2 separate regions of the Mus musculus genome follow, and region 1 is linked to region 2. A link is a contact called in public Hi-C data. All regions are on one chromosome and are shown on one strand. Each heading gives the region's core, a stretch centred on a gene start, on an enhancer-like site or on the middle of the called end of the contact. The rest is flanking DNA. Distances are from core to core; before and after follow the strand shown. Region 1 overlaps Wif1 (Wnt inhibitory factor 1). Region 2 holds the start of Wif1 (Wnt inhibitory factor 1).

What was found. Hi-C and Micro-C count contacts between places; a contact is called where the count stands out from the background.
Region 1: a contact with region 2 is called in a Hi-C map of Sertoli cells, with 3 times the contacts expected there. The contact joins the enhancer-like site here to the promoter of Wif1 in region 2. A contact is called at or near these places in 5 of 39 promoter capture datasets (frontonasal cranial neural crest, liver, pre-B cells and 1 more), 6 of 484 Hi-C or Micro-C datasets (the HL-1 cell line, Sertoli cells, embryonic stem cells and 3 more), 3 of 115 datasets of contacts at active chromatin or transcription factors (embryonic stem cells, hepatocytes and stem cell-derived neural progenitor cells) and 3 of 9 other capture datasets (adipose tissue, liver and pancreatic islet).

Annotation. Positions count from the first base shown.
Region 1 is chr10:121,078,028-121,084,656 of GRCm38.p6, reverse strand. Wif1 (Wnt inhibitory factor 1) reads right to left here. Exons shown (of 10, transcript NM_011915.2): 4 at 2,391-2,531; 5 at 674-769. Among named protein-coding and RNA genes, the nearest start is that of Wif1, 47 kb to the right of the region's middle. Within about 2 kb of position 3,871, at least 7 of the 459 cell types and tissues checked have an H3K27ac peak or open chromatin away from gene starts, as enhancers often do. A contact at or near this core is called in Sertoli cells, where this site is marked.
Region 2 is chr10:121,029,569-121,035,849 of GRCm38.p6, reverse strand. It overlaps Wif1 (Wnt inhibitory factor 1), which reads right to left and starts at 1,846. Exons shown (of 10, transcript NM_011915.2): 1 at 1,360-1,846; 2 at 745-884. The coding sequence starts at 1,507. Gm40784 (a long non-coding RNA gene) reads right to left here. Exons shown (of 4, transcript XR_872123.1): 4 at 5,965-6,281.

The DNA of each region.
Region 1 (6,629 bases), core at 2,622-5,121, 47 kb before region 2:
TCAACTTGACTGTGCGGTGATTTCTTAACTGTAAATATTTTATGACCTATTCCTTGATTTTCAAATTCTTAAGAAGACATGCAAATAAGATAATGTTCATATTTCTTAAAGGTAAATATATTTTTCTCTTACTCTGGTCAAATAAGTTCTTGGTATTTAAAGGCCCATGATTATCTCTGTTATCTCTTTTCATATAATGTTCTCAGAAATAGTAACCTCTAAAATAAATGCACTACTCAAATTATTTCCAGCCCTTCTTTCAGCTTATGCTAAGGTATAACTTATACTCAGGTATGGATTTAATTGGGAATTGAGCCGTTTTTAATTGGAAGGATTTCAAATCAGTTGTGATGTCAGCTCCTCAAAACTTTCATAAGAGCACCACAAAGAACACTGTAAATAAATATAGGTCAGCTAGAGGCTTGACCACAAAGAGAAGATGCCAGAGCTCAAAGCTCTCTGGCTGAAGTTCTGGCCACATACTTCATTAACAGAAACCGACCCGGAGAACAACTTTCCAATAGGTTTTCTGTGGCTATTTAAAGTTTCACCGATCCTTAAAATATTACCAAATAATAATAATTTTAAGAGGTGTGCTTTATAGAACATTGAGTCACGTGGGGAGTCTATGGCGTCCACGTTCATCAGGAAGCAAGTCGAAACCCTTGCTTACCTTTCTCACAGTGAGGCCCGTAGAACCCATCCGGACACTCGCAGACCCGCCTTTCGTTACAAAAGCCTCCATTTCGACACCCTCCGGGACACTCAGCTGCACCAGAGAGAAACAAGGCGTAAAGACGTGCCCTTGAGGTCAGGCTGGGCTGAGCCATCGGTGGTCATTTATATTTCAGAGCACCAAATGTAACTGATTGAATACCCACAGTCCTTAACCTTCCCTCCACACCCTGGTCTGCACTCAATCCTCTTCCTGCAATCTTATTTCCAACAGTAGGGGTCGCACACGAGGAGAGTAAAGCAATTTTTACTCTGCCTTCCTTCTACCTACCTCCCAAAGTATTGTGAACCGACTGGTTTTGTGTGCCAACTAGACACAAGCTAGAGTCATCAGAGAGGAAGGAGCCTCGGTCGAGGAAATGCCTCCATGAGATCCAACTGTAAGGCATTTCCTCAATTAGTGATCAGTGGGGAAGAGCCCAGCCCATTTTGGGTAGAGCCATCATCCCTGGGTGCCCGGTCCTGAGTTCTGTAAGAAAGCAGGCTGAGCAAGGCATGATGAGCAAGCCAGTAAGCAGCATCCATTCATGGCCTCTGCACCAGCTCCTGCCCTGTTTGAGTTCCTGTCCCGACTCCTTTCAATGATGAACACTTAGCTAAAAAATAAACTTTTTTCTCTCCTACTTGCTTTTGGGTGGCGGTACTTCATCTCAGCAATGGAAACCCTAACCAAGACATATATTAACTCTTTAAATTCACACCAGAGGAGTGAGGCGTGTTAATTTCACTGCCAGAGAGCAGATGGCTATATTTGTATTCGTTTAGAGCATGGACTGGCTCCAAGGTACTGCTGGAAGGGAAAAGGAGCTATGCCCTGTGGTGAGTGGACACCCAGGGTAAAGCAATGAGGTGTGGAGGCCCTGCCTGGCAGGACCGTTGTGTCATCATGATTTTGTACCTTCTGTGGCTGTGAACTGTGCCAAGCATTCAGCAGGGACATGGGTAGTGTGGCTTTCAACAGGGCAGGAATGTTGGTGGCGGCTGATGCCTTCAATGGGGAACTGGAAGAAGAAACTGGGAAGTCTGTGCCTGTAGGTAAGATATACCTGGGGACTTCTAAATGCTCTGTTAGAAAAGGGGAAAGAAGAGCCCATGCTTTGATAACACACTGGAATCCCTAAGGTTCCTGTGTGGTGTCAAAACTGGAGAAAATCTTAGTACTTGTTAATGGACAATGTGTTTACTACCTGTAATGGTTTGTATATGCTTAGTATAGGGAGTGGTACTATTAGGGGGTGTGGCCTTGTTGGAGTAGGTGTGGCCTTGCTGGAGTAGGTGTGTCACTGAGTTTGGGCTTTAAGACTCTCATTTTAGCTGCCTGGAAGCCAGTCTTCTAGCAGCCTTCAGAACAAGATGTAGAACTTTCGGCTCTTCTTGTACCATGCCTGTCTAGATGCTGCCATGTTCTCGTCTTGATGATAATAGACTGAACCTCTGAACCTGAACCCAGGCCCAATTAAATGTTGTCCTTAATAAGAGTTGCCTTGGTCATGGTGTCTGTTGACAGCAGCAAAATCCTAACTAAGACACTACTGCTCCCTACAAAGTATACAAAAGTATACAAAGTATAAAAAGAAAAGGAAACAAACAAACAACAACAAAAAAAGCCTCATTCTCACTTCCAAAGCTTTCTCTTGAGCAGCATCGGTGCTCACCTTGTTGACATGTTTTAAAGAAGATGGCATTCTGAGGGGTCCTAAGGATGGTGTTGCCTTCAGAATTCATGACAATCACATTCACTTCAAATGCTGCTACCCCGTCTTGTTTGCCGAGACACGGGAAACCAACTTGAACAACTAAAAGGAAAAGAGAGCCCGTGAAGTCAGTTTAGCCAATCAACTCTGGTTTTGCAGAAATCACAAGAAGAGAGAGCAAGAGGAAGCAAAAGGTTTACAATTCTGTGATTTTCATGTCTCACCACTGGAGTTGAGAGTTGAGAGGTGTTTTGATTACTCGGGCATTCTTTGTAAAACTTACAAAGCATGGGGGTGCACCAGTTTTCATACCTTAAAAAGGTTTTGTTTATTTTGTTTATTTAAAGGAAGTTTTTAAAAATCCTAGCCCGTGAGAGGTAGAGGCAGGCAGATCTCTGTGAGTTCAAGGCCAGCCAGGTCTCCACAGAAAAATCCTTTCTCAAAAAATTTAAAAAAAAAAATTTTTTTCTGGTCTGGAAATTAAAGACACAAAAAGGAAGCATACATTTATTCATTAAAATGAGACATTTACAGGAATAATTACCATCCCCAAAGAGCCAGAAACAGGCATAACATATAATGTAACATAATTTCCATTAAATGAGCCCTTGGAACAATAGCTCCTTGTTTATATTTTTATTCTTCTGGTTTGAAAGTATCAACACGAATTCTCTGAAGATAGTCTGCATTTCAGCCTGGACTCCAGTAGTGACTGAGTCAACCAGGTTTCCTCTTTCTCAAGATACACATTCATGTAATGCAGTGTTTGGTGTGCTAAGCTAATGAGCGGATAGGCCACGTCTCCTGAGTTAGCTTCTCGACGTGCAGTCCCTTGCATGTCTGTTGGGTACTTGTCCTGTCCAGATGTCGACAACAAAGCCAGAAGGCAGGGTGTAGCAACTTACAATGTTTCTGCACAACAAAGATGAAGAGGCTAAAAGATTTCATCATAGTCACATTCACAAGGTGATATGGGCTAATCAGATGTTGACTACTGTACATGAGACTGATTATAGAACTTTCCAGAATATAGTGGCTTATCACACCACCCACTGAGGAAGACCCGTCTAGCTGACAACTAAACTCCAGTTCTGCCTTAAATAGATAAATAATAAACAAGCAAGCAAGCAAATGCAAATACTGTCATAAGTGTACGTAGAGCTCTGCATGGTGGGCACAGCTACCGAGCCTGAACTCGTCTTATTAAACCAGAGCAGACCTGTCCCCTTTGGCCGATGGCTATTCCTTCCTCCTAGAGTTAGAAGAAGAGAGCTGGGAATTGCTCCCACCAGCACACAACCTGGTCATACAATCTTCCTTGTGTGATTGCAAAACAAAAGTTCCTTTGCAGGCCCTGGCATTGCCAAGAGTTAGAAACAGAGCCATGTCCTTCAGTGAGGATACGCCTGCGTATAGAGGTCTGCTTTTTACCAAAGGCTGAATAAAACAAAGCCAGACGATGTACAATCCAGTGCAGGCTGCACTGTGTAATCTAGAGCGGGCTGAAAGAGACCAGTTTAGAAAAACTATGAGTCACTTGAGTGGTGTTCAAGTATGCCTTGATACACAGTTGACTGCACATAAACGGACTTATAGAGAAGTAAATGAAGACTTATTCTGGCTGAACACTCCTTCCACGAGCGCGTGGGCATACTCCTTGCCCCAGAGCATCCTGTCGTTTGATCTACTTCCCTTAAGGGAAGGAAGAAGCTGAGGGGCAGCAGGGATTCAATCTCAGCATCACAGAATTATAACCTGTTCCCTGGTTAGACGAGGGCTTGGGAGAGAGCTCAGTCAGTAAAGTGGTTGCCTTGTGAGTATGAAGACCTGCGTCTGATCCTCAGAACCCAGTGCAAATGCTGGGTCTGCTCAAGTGCTTCCTGTAGTCTACTACAGAGAGCAGAGGGCTAGAGAGCTCAGCGTGAGTGGAATCCACTCACATCTCGGAGACCTCCTGGGAAGAGGGGGCAGAGAGACTGTAAGAGCCAGAATGGTGGTTGTCTACATGGAAGCTGCTTTCCTGACACCGCAGGGCAGCCCTACACACAAACTCAGATTGTGACAGTGAGCGCAAAGACCTATGCAAGCTCAAGTCAGACAAAGATTCCAGCACAGGGACGGGGGTATGAAGCTGGGCTCACAAGTTAGCCTTGATGGACATGTATGTGTATGTGTACATGTATGTACATGTATGTATATGTATATGTATACGTAGAGTGGGCGAGAACAAGAAATTGGGTAGGTGGATAGGCAGGGGTGCCCTGGGGAGAAACTGCGGGACTGGGTGTAAATATGAAAACAAGTGCCATGAAATTCTCAAAGAACTAACAAAAACTATTATGTTTTTAAATGCTGGGTATGGTGGCCCGTGCTTGTAACCCCGGCATGGGGGAAGCAGGGATAGGAGGATCTCTGGATGCTTATTGGCTGGGTAACAGAGCCTAATTTGTGAACTCTAGGGCAATGCCTCTCTCAAATCAAGTGGACAGTGTTCCTGTGGGTGACACCCGAGGTTGTTTTCTGAATTCCACACTCATACACACACATGTGCTCTAGCACGCAGCGCCCCCTTCCCCCAGGAACACACATGCACACATGTACATGGATATAAGGCTTTTTCCAACCTAAGTACTCAATGCTTCAAGCTGCTGTAACTCTCAGTCTCTCAGCAAACACTGGCCATTTTTCCTGGCCCAGAGAAATCAGGAAGGTGTCCCTCCAACGTTAGCACACACTTAAAAACCTCTACACACTGGATCCCTAAGACATTGTGCTGTTCACGCCATGACAGAGTGTTCAAAGAGGCATGGCCTTGGCTTTATGGGGGAAAAAATATGCGTATAACTCAGTAATTTTACTGAACCACTCCACAGTTTGTGTTTCCTGTTTTCGTTCTCTTCAAGTGCCAGAAGGCAGGCACTTCATAACTGTTAAAGATCAAGAGATGTCCAGGCACAAAGGCTCCTATGGGATAAAAGACCAGCTTAGCAGATTGGGGTATAAAACAGCCCGGTGCCGTAATGAAAGCTACCTGGATGCTCAGGAGCAAAGCACGCTGATTTGGTTACTTTTTAATAATTCAAGGTCCCTTTGCTTCTCCTACTGTGGTGACCGAGCTAATGAGGCTAACGAATCGCTGCCCCGCAATGATCTGAGATCCCTATAAACTTCTCGCACCTGCGGCTTTGCAAACAAACCCTACATATGCTTCTAAATGAAAAGGGGAAAAGAAATATATATATATGTATATATATATGTATATATATATATATATATATATATACATATATATACACACACACACACACACACACACACACATACATACATACATACATGCACACACCAACGTGAAAGGTAAATGCAGGCTGAGTGGAGTATGTCCATGTGGGGTATCACTCTGTACCCCCCCAAAAAATGCCTGTTCCCTTTTAAATCTCTCTTTATTCCAAGTGGCATCTGCTTTTCTCTCTAAATTTAATTTTATTATTTGTGTGTGTGTGTGTGTGTGTGTGTGTGTGTGTGTGTGTGTGTGTAGGGGCCAGCAGTTGATATCAGCTATTTTCCTGTTTGCCCTCCTTCATACTTTTTGAGACAAGGCCTCTCACTGGAGATGGTGCTTGCCAATTGGCTAGCTTGGCTGGCCAGCGAGCCCTAAAGATCCTCTTGTTCTAGGCTCTCCAGTGCTGGGATGATAGTTGGGCACTGCCAAACTCAGCTTTTTGCCTGAGATCTGTGTGGCAAGCACTTTCCCAGTAGGGACATCTCTCTGGCTTCTAAGTGTTATTTTTCTAGATTTCATAGTATTAGAAAGTGATGTTGAATGTAAATATTTCCAGTGAAGGTATTCTTTCAATGTGTACCCAATATTTGATGTGTTGCTAGCTCCAAAAAGTAGAATTTTAGTAAGAACCCTTTTACCAGACACCCCAAGTGGTTAAAGTTAGGCAGATGTCAGATGCAAGCACGGAGTTAGAAATGATTTGAGTTTTATTGGAGGCTCAGCCGAAATAGCCACGTAATGAGCTGAGCTGATGAATTTTAATGAGTTCCCATGAGCTTACATATGAGTTTTACCAATCAGAAAAAGGAAAGGGAAAAAATGAAAAATATAAGTTGAATACTGAGAAACATGCTAAGTGTTCATTCTTAGCTTCTTAAAAAAAAAAAAAAAAAAAGAGGGCCAGGCAGTGGTAGCGC
Region 2 (6,281 bases), core at 597-3,096:
CTCTAGACAATTTTAAAGTCACACAAACATCCTACCCTTCCCAAATCAGAGGACATTAATACAGTCCTGCAGATCTATAAAAGGTAACTTAGAAGGCCTTGCATGCTAAGTACTGAGAGGAACGCTTTGGTGACATAGACTTTTTTCTCTTTTATTTCCATAGGGAAGCATTTTGAGTGGTCGCTTCAGAAAATCAGTAGTCTTTATTTTTCATAATTTTATATTACTTTTTTTGAGTCTCTGAACTTCTACAAGAAATGTGTGGTATCTGCAGCACTCAGCATATCAGCCTTCTAAAATTCATGTCAAGAATACCTACGAACTTATTTTGTTGTGAAGTATGAATCCCATCACAAATGATTATCAGTTAGTATTGAAAGTCTTCTAAATACTTTGTTAATGTTTTAATATCAGTGATTACAGAAACACCATGATATGGATATTTGGGGTCTTTATACTCAAAACCTCAGGATACCAAATCTTATTAAAGTAATGATCGTGAGTACATTGACCCTTAGAGTTCTCCATTTACTTGGCAACTTTAAATACATTGGAACTGATCCCTTGTGTGCTCTGGCAACCAGGCAAGAACTTGTATGGAATTTTAAATGGTATACATCACACCACTATTATTACTACGGGCCACCGGAGCTACATCACACACCATTATTATTACTATGGGCCACGGGAGAATTGAAATACAAAAGAGTGCCTTTTCTCTACCGCTCTGTTATCAGAACTTACCTGCCCCGCAGCTTGCCAGGTAAAATTCATGGAGTGGATATTGACAGGAATGGCTGGCATTCTTTGTTGGGCTTTCCTGAAATCATGTGTAAAGGGGGCCATTTTCCCCTCCGAGACAATCAGAATGTCTTCTTCAAATCCTGTTGTGTAAATAATAAACAAACCTATCAAACTAGTTGCGTTTCTAAGAAACAGACGTTTCATGTAGAAAGCAAAACCCCTGGGAACCAGTGCAGGTCACTGCTTTTCATAAAGCACCTGCCTTTGATACCAACAACAGTACCAGAGTTATTTTTCCTCTCTCTGTGGTAAAAAAAAAAAAAAAAAAAAAAAAAAAAAAAAAAAAAAAAAGTGCTTACAGTGAAGTAAGCGGGTGCCACCGCTGGATTCCTGTTACAAATCTGCAGTCAGGACTAGCAACAGCAGGGCTGGGATGTTGGGTCGGCTTTGCTTTTTTGAGAAAAAAATCTCATAAGCCTCTAAATAGAGAATCCTGATTTTTAAAAAGAGGGGGCAGTCACCCTTGAAGTTGTTTTAAAACACACTCGGTGCACGTGTCTCCGCTCTAATGGAAAAACTGAGGACCACTGGGAAGGTGCAGATGCCGGACCTTACCTATGAGCACTCTAGCCTGATGGGCGTCGATCCACAGGTACAAGCTCTCCTCAGGTGGCTGCCCTGCATCCGCTCGCAGCAGGAGCAGGCAAGGTAGGATGCTCCAGAGCCGGAGCGCGAAAGCAGGGAAGGCTCTTCTCCGAGCCATGGTGCTCAGGACCTTCTCGCTGGTGGTGCAACTCCTGCCGCAGCGACCCAACCTGTGCTGCTTGTGAAGTTCTCGCCTTGGCTGCAGCTGGCGGGGCTGGAGCTGTTCCTACTTAAACGACTGGGCGTGCAAGTCTCCAGTCTCCGTTGCGAGTGAGCCTGGGAGTGCTGGAGAGGAGGGAGCAAGGAGGGAGTGGATGCGCGGCCGCGTAGAAAGAGGTGGGGGCTGGAGGGAGAGGGGGACGCAGAGACACGATGCTGGCAAAGCTGGCAATGCCAGCACGTCCCACAGCGCCAGCAGCTAGAGGAGCACACTCGAGAGGGAGGAACCGCGGGAACTGCTGGCAAAAGGCGAGCACTGAGAGCGGCCGGTGGTGTGCAGGCGGTCGCCACTAGGGAGCGCTGCGGAGCCGCGGGGGCGGGGCCGCGGTACCCGGTAGACCCCGCTCGCCTGCGCCAGGTGAATGAAAACGGGGACACAACCAAGAAACACACCCAAAGGGACTTCTGGGTCATCACTCAGGCCTCCTGCCGCCCGAAGAGACACGTGTGGATGGCCGGGGTGCTATAAACAAACAAACAAAAAAATCTGGGCTCGATTCGTGGTCAAAGATAAATTCCGTTTAACAGTGGAGCTAACGGAAAGCACATAGCCAGCCCACCCTTTCTCTTCGAACTACATTTCAGACTGCATCTCTGTGTGCCTGTCTGCAAACTCTGACTTCTCTAGCTGACAGTTTGCGCTCTCGCTCTCTCTCTCCTAGGAAGTTAAATACTGAGACTCCACAGGCTAGTCGGGCTACTGCAGGCGCTGGTCCTCGCAGGACGTTCATTTATTTCTGCACTGGACAGACACCCGACAGGTGGCGTGGTTTGTCTTCTTGATAACCCAGTTGCACCCGGAATAGTTCCCTAGGACCTCGATGATAGCTGTAATCCCTTTCCCCCCATCCCTGCTCTACGACGGTAGGACTCCCCTTAAAATTGGATTTGGGGGAAAACATTAGGAGGCTCACGCCCAGTCTCTGAAATCTTAGGCGCTTGAGGGTAAGACTGAGGGTCTGGTGGGAGAGCACTTAGCTAGCGGCGGCTTGCAGCATTACCTCTGCACGGAAGGCTTTTTTGCCTGCCTCCTTGAACGTACAGAGAAAGCAGAAACAAATGGTTTTTCAAAAACACAGAAAGTTTTCAGACCCCGGAAAAGCTTTGTTTACTTTTTTTTTTTTTTTTTTTTTTGCACCCAGTGGCTTTCTAGCAAATGCCCCCCAAGGATCTAGACTCTGGCGCTGGGCTGTGTTCCCTTCTGTCCTTTGTAGAGCGGTGGGTCTCTCAGCAGGGGATGGCAAAAACAGAAACTACAGAATAGAAGCCGGACTTGGACGCGTACATGTTCAACAAATGTTAGGTCACAAGCATATTTTTTTAAAAGAAGGAGGAATGGGAAGGGAGGAGGAGGAGGAGAGAAGGAGGAGGAGGAGGAGGAGGAGGAGGAGGAGGAGGAGGAAGAGGAGAAGAAGAGGAAGAAGAAGAAGAAGAAGAAGAAGAAGAAGAAGAAGAAGAAGAAGAAGAAGAAGAAGAAGAAGAAGAAACATGTGTTAAAACTGTGAAATCTGTGTAGGTATCTAACAGATTGGTAGGAAGGTATTGTGTTTGGGAGTTAGACACGAAGACTGTCCATTGTGACTGTGAACTCCATGAAGCTTCATTTTAAAAATTCTTCTCAGGCAGCTACTGTTACTACTCTCATTTTACTGATGGGGAACCAAAGCTTTAAAAGTCTAGTAAATTGACCGCAGATATTCAGCTGGTGAGTGACAAGAGTAGGAATTCAAATCACGATCGCTCTAACTTCAAAGCCCCTTCTTGCAAATCACAATTAAGACGGTTTGCCTCAAAAAAGCTTAACATCTACTCTTTCTTTAAAACAAAACATTTAAACTGGTTGTGGTAGCACAGGCTGTAATCTGGGGGCTAAAGAAGTAGAGGCAGAGGCATCAGGAGCTCATTGTTAATACTAATCGACATATGGAGTTTGAAGCCAGCCTGGGCTACCTGGGACTCTGTCTCAAAAAAACAAAAACAAAAACAACAAAAAACAAACAAAAAAGGATCTTTTCCCAACATTCTATTTTATTAATTAATTGTTGCAGTGAATATTAATTTATATAATGTTTTACTATATTAGGCAAACTTATAACCCTTTAATATTGTAAAAACAGTGTCATTCAGTTACAGGTAATAATTTCGCAACACAATAGACTCTTTTTGACTTGGAATGTGGTTTTCGTTGAAGGTTTTTCTTCCGTAGTATTGCTCAGACCTCCATGGCTCTTGGTGTAAGGACGCCCTCTACAGGTTGTTCTTGTCAAACGCCAGCTGAGAACTGAAAGGGGAACAAATTCTATCATAATACAGCTTCCTCCAAGTGAGGATTTTCCGTAGCAGTCGTCTTTGATGTTGAGACAGCAATTTATCCTGCTATCAAGAAATTTCCCCAATTCTGGACAATTGTTTTGTTAGGTGTGGTGGCAAATGCCTGTTATCCCCGCACTCAGAGGCTAAGGCAGGAGGGTTTCAGTGAAAATGAGGCCAGCCGAGGCTACTAGTGAATTCAAGTCCAGCTTAGACTACAGAGAAAGTAGCCTGTGTTATATCATCATTATCATCACCATCATCAGTGGCCACAGCAACAGCACCACCAATACTACCAACTACATTTTTCTGTTCACTTTTCTCCAACAGGAAACATACTGTATTTTTAGAGATACATAAAACGTTATTTAAAAATTATTGGTACTAGAGAGATAGCTAAGCCGGTGAGAGTCTTTACCCTTACTGATCAGGCGCGAGGACCAGAGTTCATATCCCTGGCAAACAAATAAAAAGCTGTCCGAGGTATTGTGCTCCTGTAACCCTAGTGCTGAGGCGCTGCAACAGGAGGATGCCTGGGACTTACTGGTGGCTAGCCTAGCTCTGGGTTAGTGAGAACTCCTGCCTCAGGGAGTAATTGAAAAGCGATTCAGCAAGACAGCTGATGTCCCCTCTGTCCTGTGTGCACCACATGCACATGTGTGCACACAAACACACACACGTGCACATGCTCACAACACACACCCATATACACACACATGCACACTCACACACAACATATACGCATGCACACACACTCACACATATACATGCTCACAACACACACTTATACACACTCACACACAACACACACAAACACTCACACACTCAAACACATATATACATACCTCACACACTCATAACACAAAATCTCACACAAACATGCTTACAATACACACTCCCCCACACCCAACATACCCATACACATTCACTCACATACACACTCACACACACACATTCACATACACTCACATACATTCACATATACAGTCACTCATACACACTCACATATGCAGTCACACACACACACACTCACTCACACCTAAATTTAAGCCAGCTGTGGTGGCACGTGACATCTTGTAATTTCAGTCCTCTGACGCCTAAATGGCTAGTTGAGCTACAAAGCAAAATCCTGTCTTAAAGAAGTCTGTGTTTGAATAACTTGGGTTTTAAGGGGGAAGAAACATGCTTTGTGTAGGCAGGTCAGATACTTAACAGTAATAGAGCGTATCTCTATAGGAAATCTATCCAAGAACTGAAATTTTATCCCCCCTTTTTAAATAAGTTTATTCATTTAGAATAGGTATGCTTTTAAAATTTTCTAATAAAATATAGTCGCATGCATGATGTTGGCTACAGTGTGTTAGGAGTTGTTGTGTTTGCTTTGAGAATTCTCCCATACATTGTCTAACCCAGAATGCTTCCTTCCCTTGTGTGATTCAGCCAGACCACTGTGTTTCTAGCCTCATTCATCTGTCTATTAATTTATTCACTCATTCCATAAGATTTACTGAATGCCCAGCACTGACCTAAAGCAAGAAAAAAACAGAACTTGAGCCCCTCAGAGCACCAGGCTCGCTAAGACGACAAGCGCCTCACAACCCTGATATAAAGCAGAGTACAGCAACTTTTGACAGAAGTTCAAAGAGGAAATCTGGCAGCTAAAATTCTGAGCATTTTTTTCACAGCATTACAGCATTCCCAGAATCCTCGGGGGTTGCTATGTACTCTGCACAGGCCCTGGGATAGGAAGGCAGCTTAAAAGAGAAAAGAGAAAAAGGAGGATGGTTTCTTCCTGGGTGAGTGGCCAGACACTCACTAGAGTTATCTGGTGGCTATGGGTGTGGAGCTGGAAACTGGGCATATCAATTATACCTGTGTTGTGTTTGTAACACATTATTGTGGAAAGGAACCCTCTCGAAAAAAAATTGAAAGGAGCCAAGTGTTATGCATAATTTAGTTTTGTTCTTAGAAGGCGATACACACTATGTATATAATAACACAAAGGCTTATTCTATCAATCACAAATACATTCACATTTATTTCTATATACCGTCTTGAAGATTGTGTACTGTGATGATTCCAGTGGGCATCTATGAAGCCTGGGGCTGGGGGGCGAGTTGGGGGGAATAGAAAATGATTTTCGCTTCATACACATGTAGCATCTTCGTAATGAGATGCTCTTTTAGTTAAAAATAGTTTTAAGTATAGGAAAAGGTTGCTTCTTTTGTGCTTCTGTCAGTCTGTCCTCGAGTTGGCAGCTGTCATCTGCCGGGGCACGCGCCTCCTCCTGCACACTTGATCACCTAAGAACCGTACGTTGTCACACATGACAGCTCATTACCGAGGCACACACAGCCAGGTGG